Regions from separate parts of the Sus scrofa genome. Here regions 1 and 3 are each linked to region 2. Evidence: chromatin contacts called from public Hi-C data. All regions are on one chromosome and are shown on one strand. Each heading gives the region's core, a stretch centred on a gene start, on an enhancer-like site or on the middle of the called end of the contact. The rest is flanking DNA. Distances are from core to core; before and after follow the strand shown.

Evidence for each region. Hi-C and Micro-C count contacts between places; a contact is called where the count stands out from the background.
Region 1: a Hi-C map of skeletal muscle shows a contact between it and region 2, with 10 times the contacts expected there. The contact joins two enhancer-like sites. A contact is called at or near these places in 1 of 47 Hi-C or Micro-C datasets (skeletal muscle) and 1 of 2 datasets of contacts at active chromatin or transcription factors (skeletal muscle).
Region 3: a Hi-C map of skeletal muscle shows a contact between it and region 2, with 4 times the contacts expected there. The contact joins two enhancer-like sites. A contact is called at or near these places in 1 of 47 Hi-C or Micro-C datasets (skeletal muscle) and 1 of 2 datasets of contacts at active chromatin or transcription factors (skeletal muscle).

Annotation. Positions count from the first base shown.
Region 1 is chr12:33,862,718-33,866,003 of Sscrofa11.1, forward strand. The region is part of intron 7 of MSI2 (RNA-binding protein Musashi homolog 2-like); the gene reads left to right. Among named protein-coding and RNA genes, the nearest start is that of CCDC182, 170 kb to the right of the region's middle. Within about 2 kb of position 1,869, at least 15 of the 83 cell types and tissues checked have an H3K27ac peak or open chromatin away from gene starts, as enhancers often do. A contact at or near this core is called in skeletal muscle, where this site is marked.
Region 2 is chr12:33,607,756-33,610,996 of Sscrofa11.1, forward strand. The region is part of intron 5 of MSI2 (RNA-binding protein Musashi homolog 2-like); the gene reads left to right. Among named protein-coding and RNA genes, the nearest start is that of MSI2, 72 kb to the left of the region's middle. Within about 2 kb of position 1,791, at least 16 of the 83 cell types and tissues checked have an H3K27ac peak or open chromatin away from gene starts, as enhancers often do. A contact at or near this core is called in skeletal muscle, where this site is marked.
Region 3 is chr12:33,828,433-33,831,658 of Sscrofa11.1, forward strand. The region is part of intron 7 of MSI2 (RNA-binding protein Musashi homolog 2-like); the gene reads left to right. Among named protein-coding and RNA genes, the nearest start is that of CCDC182, 200 kb to the right of the region's middle. Within about 2 kb of position 1,694, at least 4 of the 83 cell types and tissues checked have an H3K27ac peak or open chromatin away from gene starts, as enhancers often do. A contact at or near this core is called in skeletal muscle, where this site is marked.

The DNA of each region.
Region 1 (3,286 bases), core at 619-3,118, 260 kb after region 2:
TTTGCAAACTGCCTGGGAGCCATGCATGGAATGGGCGTCCCTCGCAGCTGGTATAAATGGACGGTGCCGGAAACCCAGGTCAGGCCCCGTGGGCAGTCCCCTTGCTACTGTCCCCACGCCACCCACCCACCCCTTGTCTCTGGTCCTTGAGGTTCTGTTGACTCGGATGTTTATTTTGACGCTCCCAGCAGTGAGGCCGTAACGCCCATTCAGAGCATGTATCGGAAAAACAACCCAAAACAATTGATTTGAGACAAAGAGGGAAACCCAGCCTATCCCCACTGCCTTTGCTCCTGGGGTGTGTTCAAGTCACCAGAGCCCAGCCATGTAGGGTGGAGAGTCCCACAGCGTAGCCTGCCAGGCCAGCGGAGCTTGGTTTACACAGACAGACAGACAGACAGACACACACACACCTGGCAGAGGGACTGGCATGGGGCAGGTGGTCAGGGAAGTGATTACAGCCTCCCCCCCGCAGAGGGGAGTGCAGGGCCTCTGCCCACCATGGCTTCACCACCTGCCGTCTGGCTGGTGAGGACCAGGCCGGAGCGTGCGGTCGGCCGTCACCGGCTCCTTGTTGATGCATCAGCTCTAGCTCAGAGCCTCTGAGCGGATGTCCAGGATGAGGAGTGGCATCTCATTTCTGGAGCTGTGGTGGCTCTCACTAGGAATGGCGCTTTTGCCCAGTCTTGACATCGTTTTATTCTTGAGCCCCGAGAACCAGCGGCGGGGAGCACGCGCTGCCAACCTGTTACTGCCTGTCCCTGGCGGGGAGGAGGGCGGGCCGCCCCTGGCAATGGAGAATCAATCCGCCACTAGCTTTTGTCGTTGTTCAGTCTTCTCCCTGGCCTTCATGTGGCCTGACCTCCTGCACTGCGAGAGGGGAGGGTGCAGGGAGGGAGACGTGCCCCCCCCACCCCCGGCCCCCAGCCGCCCCCACCGCCCGACCATCCAGGAGGCCTGCTTCTGATCGACGGGCGGTGATTGTCCTCTCTTACCTCCGATACCTCTGGCCGCTGGCGGTCTGGCCAGAAGCAAGACTGGAGATGCCTCCTCTTATTATCCTTGTCATTGGATTCATCGTGTGGCCAAGGTCAAGAGTCACCCAGTCTGTGCCTTGGTTTCCTCTGGGGTTCAAATGGGGATAATGATCCCTTTCAAGATACCTCATTGGATGATTGTGAGGATAAAGTGAAATCACCTACGGGAATGGTTTTGAAAAAGACAGTGGTGACATAATAACAGTAATTATAATAATGACACCTCCAGAGCAAATCCAGACCCTCGGCCGTTCTTTCTCTGTCTGCTCCCCACTGGGCAGGCGAGCCGTTCACATCGAAGGCGCAAGTCGATACCTCCCACCGCAGATTGTGTGCCTCTAGTTCCCCCCACATCCGGAGGGGTCCCAAGCTGTCTCTCCACCAAGGCCCGTCTCCCTCCGTCCCGCCCCAACCTGTGCACAGCTGCCCTTGTTTTCCAAATCCCCAAACAAGGGCGCTGTGTCATTAGGGTGATTCTCGCAGCTGTTGTTCCTCTCCGCTCTGGGGGGTGCGGTGGGGGAGCTGGAAGCCTGATCGGCAGTTCCAGAGCGTAAATCAGAGGCTTCCAACCCGTGGAGGCCAGGGGACCCCAAAGGTGTGTGCCGCAGAACTGGGCCCTCGGGCCTGAGCTTTGCAGGGAAGGCAGTGAAGGATTTGGCCTCACCCAGGAGGAATGTCACCGGTTCGGATGAGGATTCAGAGGTTTAATCAGCAAAGCTATTTAGGGGCCGGTGAGTCGAACTGTGAGAATTATTTTGAGCTTCACCCTGTTCCGGAAATGTTGGGTTCGCTAAGCATGATGGTATTTGGCACCAGCAACCAGGAAAGAGTGAGGACTTGCCTTGCAAGCCTCCAGGATTACAGGAATTTGCAGGGCTCCCGGGCCCAGGGTTGGCTTCCAGTAGTTTGGGTGGAAACTGGGGGGCGGTGGGAGGGGGGCCCGGTCTCAGAACTGTGGCTTCTGGGGAGCTGCCTTTTCCAAGACGCATCTGTTTACCCTTTTCCTTAAGGAAATCTGCCCCGAATTAGTGTTATTCTGGGCTTGCTTCTCTTGTCCGCTTTGTCACCCAGAGGCATGGTGGATTCAGCCTCAGGTCCTCCTGCCACACGAGCAGGTGCTGAGCCAATACGGACTGAGTCACCAGGAGGCTGGCGGTGCACAGGAGGGAATGTGGTCCCTTCTGTGGGACGAACGCCCCCTGGCCCCGGAGCCGCCATTCTGCCCCAAGGCCACCACCCTGTGCACGTCAGTGTGGCGCCACATTTGGGTAGCACCTGCTCCCCCGCCGCCCTGATTCAGAGGAGACTGGGTTTAGGTTTCCGTTGTAAACTCTATTTTTAACTAAGCTGAGCAGAGACCTGGCTGAGGTGGCTGTAACTTATGGGCATTAGGTGACCCATGCGGTGGGAACAGGAGGCTTTCTCACTGGGCCGTGCAAGTGTGGACGTGCCCGGCTATGCCGCCCAAGGATCCCAGATGGGCGGGGACCTAGGACAGAGCTTGGGCAGGAGCTCCCCCTACGAGGCCCGGATGTGCAGAGCCGATGGAAAGGCTGGGGCAGCAGCCTCCCCAGATGCTCCGTGCTGGTCTCTCCCATGTTAGCCGTGACCGCTTGTCAGTGTCTGCCCTTCCTGTTCACATTGGTTACTAGTTATGGTAAAAACCCTGGCTTACGTGTGTAGTTCCCAAAGGCATCGATCCTTATAATAACCTTGTGAGGCGATAACAGTATTATCATGAACGTATATAATTATATTAACAGTGACCAGGAACTTCTGTATGTCGATCCCCCGAAATGTGTTCCGCTTTGTGCAAAACGGCCCGTGTTCTCTCCTGAATAAGATGGGGAGGGCGGGTAGCCCTGGGATTTCCATTTTTCAGATGCATTCCCTTGGCCAGTTTTTGTGGAGCGCGGGTCGGAGGTACAGGGAACTGGGTAGTGAACAGGGTGGCCTGGGGCGTCCCCCTGTGGCTCAGCAGCTGAAGTAGTTAGCTGGCATTGTCACTGCAGCGGCTCGGGGTGCTGCTGTGGTGTGGGTTCGATCCCTGGCCTGGGAAATTCTGCGTGCTGCGGGTGCCACCCCCAAAATACATAAATAAAAATAAATAAGTTTTGAAAAATAAAAGGGAAAACTTAAAAAAAAAAAGCAGACGGCATCTCACACGTCCATGAGGAAGCCAGGACTGTAGCAGGCACACGAGGGCTGTAGCAGTCACAGGAGTCACTCCGGGTGACACAGCTTGTGAG
Region 2 (3,241 bases), core at 541-3,040:
AACCCATGTCCTCGTGGATCCTAGTCAGGTTCTTTAACCGCTGAACCACAGAGGGAACTCCCCAGATCTAACTTCTGAGCCACCAGGGAACTCCTAAACTTTATTGCTTTAGAGCAGCTTTAGGTTTATAATACAATGAAAAGGAAGATACAGGTAATGGAAATTATCCATATTATAATGGATAATTGCCATTATATGCCCTCCCCATGTCCAGTGACCCCCCCCCCATTATCCACATCCCCCACCAGAGTGTTGCATTGGCAACACCTGATGAAACCACCTCAACACATCAAACATTCCCCAAATTAAGTCTGTAGTTTATCTTAAAGCTCACTCTTGCTGTTGTACATTATGTGGGTTTGGACAAATGTTGTAAGGACGTGTATCTGTTTCCTATCACACAGAGTGTTTTCACTGCCCTGAAAATCCCGTGTGCCCCACCCGGTCACCTCTCCCTCCACTCCCACCCCTGGCCACTGCTCATCTTGTTACTGTCTCCATAGCTTTGCCTTTTCAGATGGTTGGAGTCACACAGACTGCAGCCTTTTCAGATGGGCTTCTTTCATTTACTAATAAGCGTGTATTTGTCCGAAAGGACCCTTGGATCACACGACACACAGTTTTCTAATGAATTTGCTTCGAGTGCCATGTTCACCCTGTGTGCCCACCTCAGCGTCACCACTTTTGGTGGCGAAGGATGCTCGTCTCGTGGCTGTACCCTCATTAACTGTAATCCTCTATGGTGGGACAGCTGGGTGGCTCAGCTTTGCCTGTATAAACAGTGTGATAGTGAACATCCTTGAGCAGACTTTTTAAAAAAACAAAAAACAAAACAAAAAAACAACCCTCTTGTTTGATTATGGCCTGAGGAGACATTCCTCTGGGTGGAATTGCTGGGTCAAAGTTTGTGTACTTTTTGGAAGGGGTGTTTGTGTGTGTGTGTGTGTGTGTGTGAGGGCTCGTGATACACTTTGCCAAATTATGTGACTGAATCATAGTTACCTTGCTGATTCCTCTCTGATGGGAACCTAGACTCATTTAAATATTTGTGAATGATTAAGAAAGGAGATTGCTCCCAGGCAGAGGGGATGGGAGACAGATCCTAGCAATGTGCCTGGTGCTTGCGCTGTGGGTGGTTACCCCCAATAATGAGATCCCCGAAGGACCTGGGGAACGTGTGTGACCCCACTTGGCGAGGAGAACGCATTCTAGGGGCTTTTTTGAATTTCCCCCCGCAAAACAGCCCTGCGTTTTGTAGAAATGGGATTATTAGAAGAGGTTTTTCAGCACCTCCGACTACATTTGGAAAAAATCCTATTTCCCTTGGCTTCGTCGTAAAAGACAAGTAAACACCTTTTTTTTTTTTTTTTTTTAAAAAAGGCAGATCGTAATATTTCGCATTCCCTAGAGCATGCTCTGTCCTTTAAACCGAGTGTTTAACAGTAAATTATTTGATTCCTTCTAACAATGCCCCTATGTGGGAGGCAAATATAAACTTCCATTAAGGGCGGACGACACGGTAAACCCAAGCTCTGAAATGTGTAATTTTTTTTCCCAGTCTGGGTGGGCCAGAAACCCAGAGTGGGGTTTTGCTGGGGAGCAAGTGTGGGGGGGCGTCCCTGAGGGTGTCAAGAGGTTTCTCAAAGACTCATTTATAGGAGTTCGTGAAAAACGGTTTGTCCCTGCTTCCCTTCTCCGTGTTGGAGTTGCTCGCCAGGAGCCGGTGTGCACCGCGGCTTGAGCTCAGCCAGGAGGCTGTGGAGAGTGTAATCAAATCAGAACCCTCGTTTTCTGAGTTACGTAATTTTGCAGAACGGACACAGAGGCTCCTGGGAAAAGCTGCCTGTCCTCCTGATCCTTTGAAGGGCCATTTACAAAATGAGCAGCCGTGGGGAGCAGATGAATATGAGATGCAACTTGCTTCTTCAAGGGGGGTGTTTTGTTTTGTTGGTTTTTTTTTTTTTTTTTTTTTTTTTTTTTTTTTTTTTGGGTCCGATAGCCTTGTTTAACCTCTCTGTGTCTCAGAGGTTGGTGGCCTTTGCCTATGGCGCCTTCATGGAAAAAGTTCTAAAAATAGCTCCTGTTTGTTGTTGAATAATGACTCGGGAGGGCGGATGGTAGCGTTTCCAGCTTCTTGCAGTCAGCACACGGGGACCGAGGGCAGCCAGTCCAGAGGAAAACGCTGGGCTTGAGCCCCTCGGTTCAGCCCCGGCTGGGGTTGGGGTCGGTCAGTGCTGCATAGAGCATGGCTGTGTCTCTTGGTTATCCGGCGGCTCCTCACTTTTACTCCCCAGAGCGTCTCATTAATGCCAGAGTTGGAAGCAGGTGAAGGATGCCCACGTGGTCCAGAGCCCAGGAAGACTGTGGTCTCATCCACAGGCCCTAGGACTCCCCGATCTCTTTCCCAGTGGTGTATTGTCGGAGACGAAGCATTTAGAACCTACTTGGGTTTCATTCTGCCTGTTTCCAGGGAGCGTCACCAGGTGACAGGAGGAGCCCTGGCCAGGCAGGGGCGGGACCCTGGCGTTCAAGTTCCTAGTGCATGTGACCTTCGGCAAGACTTTGATTTCTGTTCTTGGTAAAATGAGGAGTTGGATTGTATTTCTTTTCGAATTCAAAGAGGTTTTTGTTGCTTGCTGTCCCCAGACATTTAAAACAAATGCTGAAACTGGAAGCACCACCCCAGGACTCAGGGTCCAGTCTTGCTGTGGATGTTTCCATGGGGTTCCTCGGAGAGCCCTTCACCAAACATAGACAGTTCTTCTTTCAGGCCTCCGCACCGGGCAAGGGGCGGGCAGAAGAGGCAGGAGCTGGGGTTTCCATAGCCTCTTCAGTAGGAGAGTTGAGATATCAAGAGGGGGAATATATGGGGTGAGTACTGTCACTCTGCCACGCGTCACATTGGGGCTGGTCCTTCAAAGGGCTCTGACTTGCCTTCTGCCATTTGAAAGCTCCGAGAGATGCATCATTGCAGTGGCAGTGAGATCTCGGAGGCGCCAGTGGGTCCTGAGCCCCATTGCATAAAAATGGGGGATGGATGCCTGCCTGGCCTATAACCTTCCTTTGTATTCTCACCTCAGTGTGCTAGGTTTCTCAAGGGCTTCCTTCAAGCCCTGAAGGCATCTCAGCCACTCCAAGGATCTGCCTGTTTCCAGAGAGACTTTTTTTGTGTTTCATTTATAAATTTTTAAAATTCACGTCTAGCTGATTTACAGTGTTGTGCCAATCTCTGCTGTACCGC
Region 3 (3,226 bases), core at 444-2,943, 220 kb after region 2:
TCACACTTTGCCGAGTGAGAGATGGGTCCTGCCTCATGGGTTTTCTGCCCTGCCAGGAAAAGGGGATCCGGGGGCGCCCATCAAGTCTGGATTATATATGCCGCCCAGAATCCTTTGCCTGTAAGTCGCCTCTGTCTTTTTCTTTCCATAAACAGAGAGACGGGTAGATAGATGAGAATTGTCTTAGTAGTTTCTGCTCTTCCCAGACAACGTGCTATTAATAGACTAGCCAGACTGGCCCCGGGCTAAAAAGAAGCCCAGTTTGCTTGAGTTTATCCCAGACCAGAGGTGAGAGAGGTCAGAACAGGGAGACCCTTTGTTCCAACATTTCAAAGTCTTTTTAATTAAAGACAGGAAAGTGAAATGCATTTTCCTATCCCAAGTGATGATGCTCAATATATGGGGACCTTACACAATGTAGCATCCTCCGGGGTCCTCGTTGCTTAAAGCTTAAAGAGTAGGGAAGTTGGTGAGGTGTCTGGGCCAGGTGGCAAAGGGGTGAGAGCCCTGGTGTCCTGTCACACTCCTGGGTTCAAATCCCAGTGCCACCTCTAACCAGCTTTGTGATGTTGGGCAAGTTATTGAACTTCTCTCAACCTCTCAGTTTTCTCATCTGTTAAATGGGGAATGTTATTAACTGATGGACTTGCTTTGAGGTTTAAGAGGAAGAATTTATGTGAAGTGTCTGATGTTTATATTATCTGCATATGTTAACTTTATCACTGACATAATAACTACTGTTACTACTAATAAGAATACTTTTGGGGAGTTCCCGTTGTGGCTCAGTCGGTTAGGAACCTACTCATTTCCATGAGGATGCAGCTTCAGTTCCTGGCCTCGCTCAGTGGGTTAAGGATCCATTGTTGCCACAAGTTGTGGTGTAGGTTGCAGGCCAGGCTTGGAGTTGGCGTTGCCAAGGCTGTGGCATAGGCCGGCAGCTGCAGCTCCCATTCGACCCCTAGTCTGGGACTTCCATATGCGGGAGTGTGCCATAAAATTAAAAAAAAATAATACTGTTGGGAGTTCCCTGGTGGCTCAGCCAGTTAAAGATCCAGTGTTGTCACTACCATGGCTCTGGTTACAGCCGTGGCATGGGTTCAAACCCTGTCCCAGGAACTTCCAACTTCCACATGCCTCCTGCGCTACCAAAAATCAAAAAATAAATAAACAAATAAATAAAAAGAATACTGTTGCTGTCCCTCCTTGAGGAATGAAGGCTAAAGCCTGCTGATTGCAGAAAATGATAATACTCTAGAGAGCTATTGGCACATGCTGTTGGGTTTTCCCCTGTATTGTGGGTTGAGTTGTATCCCCCCAAAAGTTGTGTGGAAGCCCGAACCCCTAGTATCTCAGCATGTGACCTTGGGTGGAAATAGGGTCTTTGCAGATGTAATCAAGTTATATGGGAAGAAGTTAGCTCACTCGCGAAGGGAGGCACACGGGGACATGTCACATGCCATGGAGGCAGAGACGGGAGTGTGCACCTGTAAGCCAAGAGAAGCTAAGAGAAAGAGAATAAACAGCTGTTGTTTTAAGCCCCCCGGTTGGTGGGGCTTTGTTACAGCAGCCCTAGGAACCTGGCACAGAGGACAAAGCCGCGCTTCCTGATGGGCGCGTCCCCTGCTCACCAGCGGCCTGCAGTCACAGTGGGCGGGCACAGCCTTTTCTCCCTGCAGGCTCCTGTCCATGTCACAGCTGCTCCCTCTGCAAAATTATGTGAAGAGAAATTAGAGAAAAGACCTTCTACCTAACTGAGAAGGCGCCACCAGATCCTGATAGAGTTCCCGGCTTGCCCAGGTCCAATTTGGCCAAAGACCATGAAGTTGACCTTAGGGTGTTGCAGATACTTTTTGGTGGGGAGAGAGAGAGAGAGACTGGAAGAACCCTGAGGCATAATGTTGAATTTGTAGTCTTCCGAGCTCAGTCATTTTTCTTTATAAGCCAAGGAATTACCAATACACTCAGGAGTTGTCTCAGAGCCCCTGACTCCAAGTATGCACACCATACGCAGTAGACTAGTGTTCCCAGCTGGTCCATTCAACTTGGCTATTTAGGGAAATAAAAATAAGGGCAGAGAGAGAGAGACAGATGGAGAGAGAGAGACCAGGGGAGCTCATATGTACGGTAATAAAAAACCTTGCCATCCTTACATTCCTGCCCCGACTTCCACCCTAGAAAAAAATAAGACAGAAAACACAGTGAGACAACCACTAAACTTCAAAACCCTGCCAAACAGACTTCTTGATTTCTTTATGTTGTCCCAGCAACCCTTCCAGGCAGGAACATTTGCCAAATTCAATCCTAGAGTGAGTTTCTGAACAAAATTAATGCAGCTGAGGGTCAAAATGGGTAACACCTACAAAGTCTTGGGGCTGAGGCTGCCGGTGGGCACAACAGTAATTAATAGTTTCAGCCCCTGTGCGGAAGTGCTTCTCTTAATCCCTGGGTTTGGTTGGCAAAGCCAACAGTGCGAAGAAACAACTGTCATGGTTTTACGGTGATCAAAGTTGTGTGCCTTCGAGCACTTCCTACAGACTTGAAATTTCTTCCTCAACTTGCCACCCCATCTTGATCGCAGGGAATAGTTGAAAGCGCCTCCTTCTCTCTGGATGTTTCCAGCGCTGGTGCCTGTGTTCCGGCACCCCAGGCGGAGCCGGCGCCTCTGCACCAGATCTGCAAAGCGCATGGTGCCGACGTCGGATTTATTATCTCGGAGGCTGGGCAGGTTCATGGATGATTCATGACTCTGCTTTCCGCTGCCGCTGGAGGTGACATCATCCATCCTGGACCCAGAATAGATACAGAAGCAACAGTGGCCCCTGTTTTGTGTCTTTCACCAGCCCCGGGCTCCCTCCCGTATCACACCCAGCAGCTGTGTGTTCACTGAGTAGAATGGTGGTGGGTGGACCCAGACAGCCCGTCGGAAGTAGTTAGAGGCTGAAAATGTGCTCGGATGCTGTTGTGGCTGCACCAGCAAGCAGAGGAGGGAACTTGCCCAAAGTCCAGCCCTTCCCCTTCTGCTCCTTCTGTTGGAGTTTAGACTTTTACCCATAACCCAAAGAGCTCTGTAGCTCCTGTGGCCAGCTTTGGTTTCTTCACTGGGAGACGGGTTGGCCAGCAAGGTCTAGGTGACATAAGTCATCCTACAGCCCAGCATTAGATGCCCAGAAGATGAGCGATTGCTGTCACGTGGCAGGTCTGGACTGCATCAGCGGTTTTCAGCCCT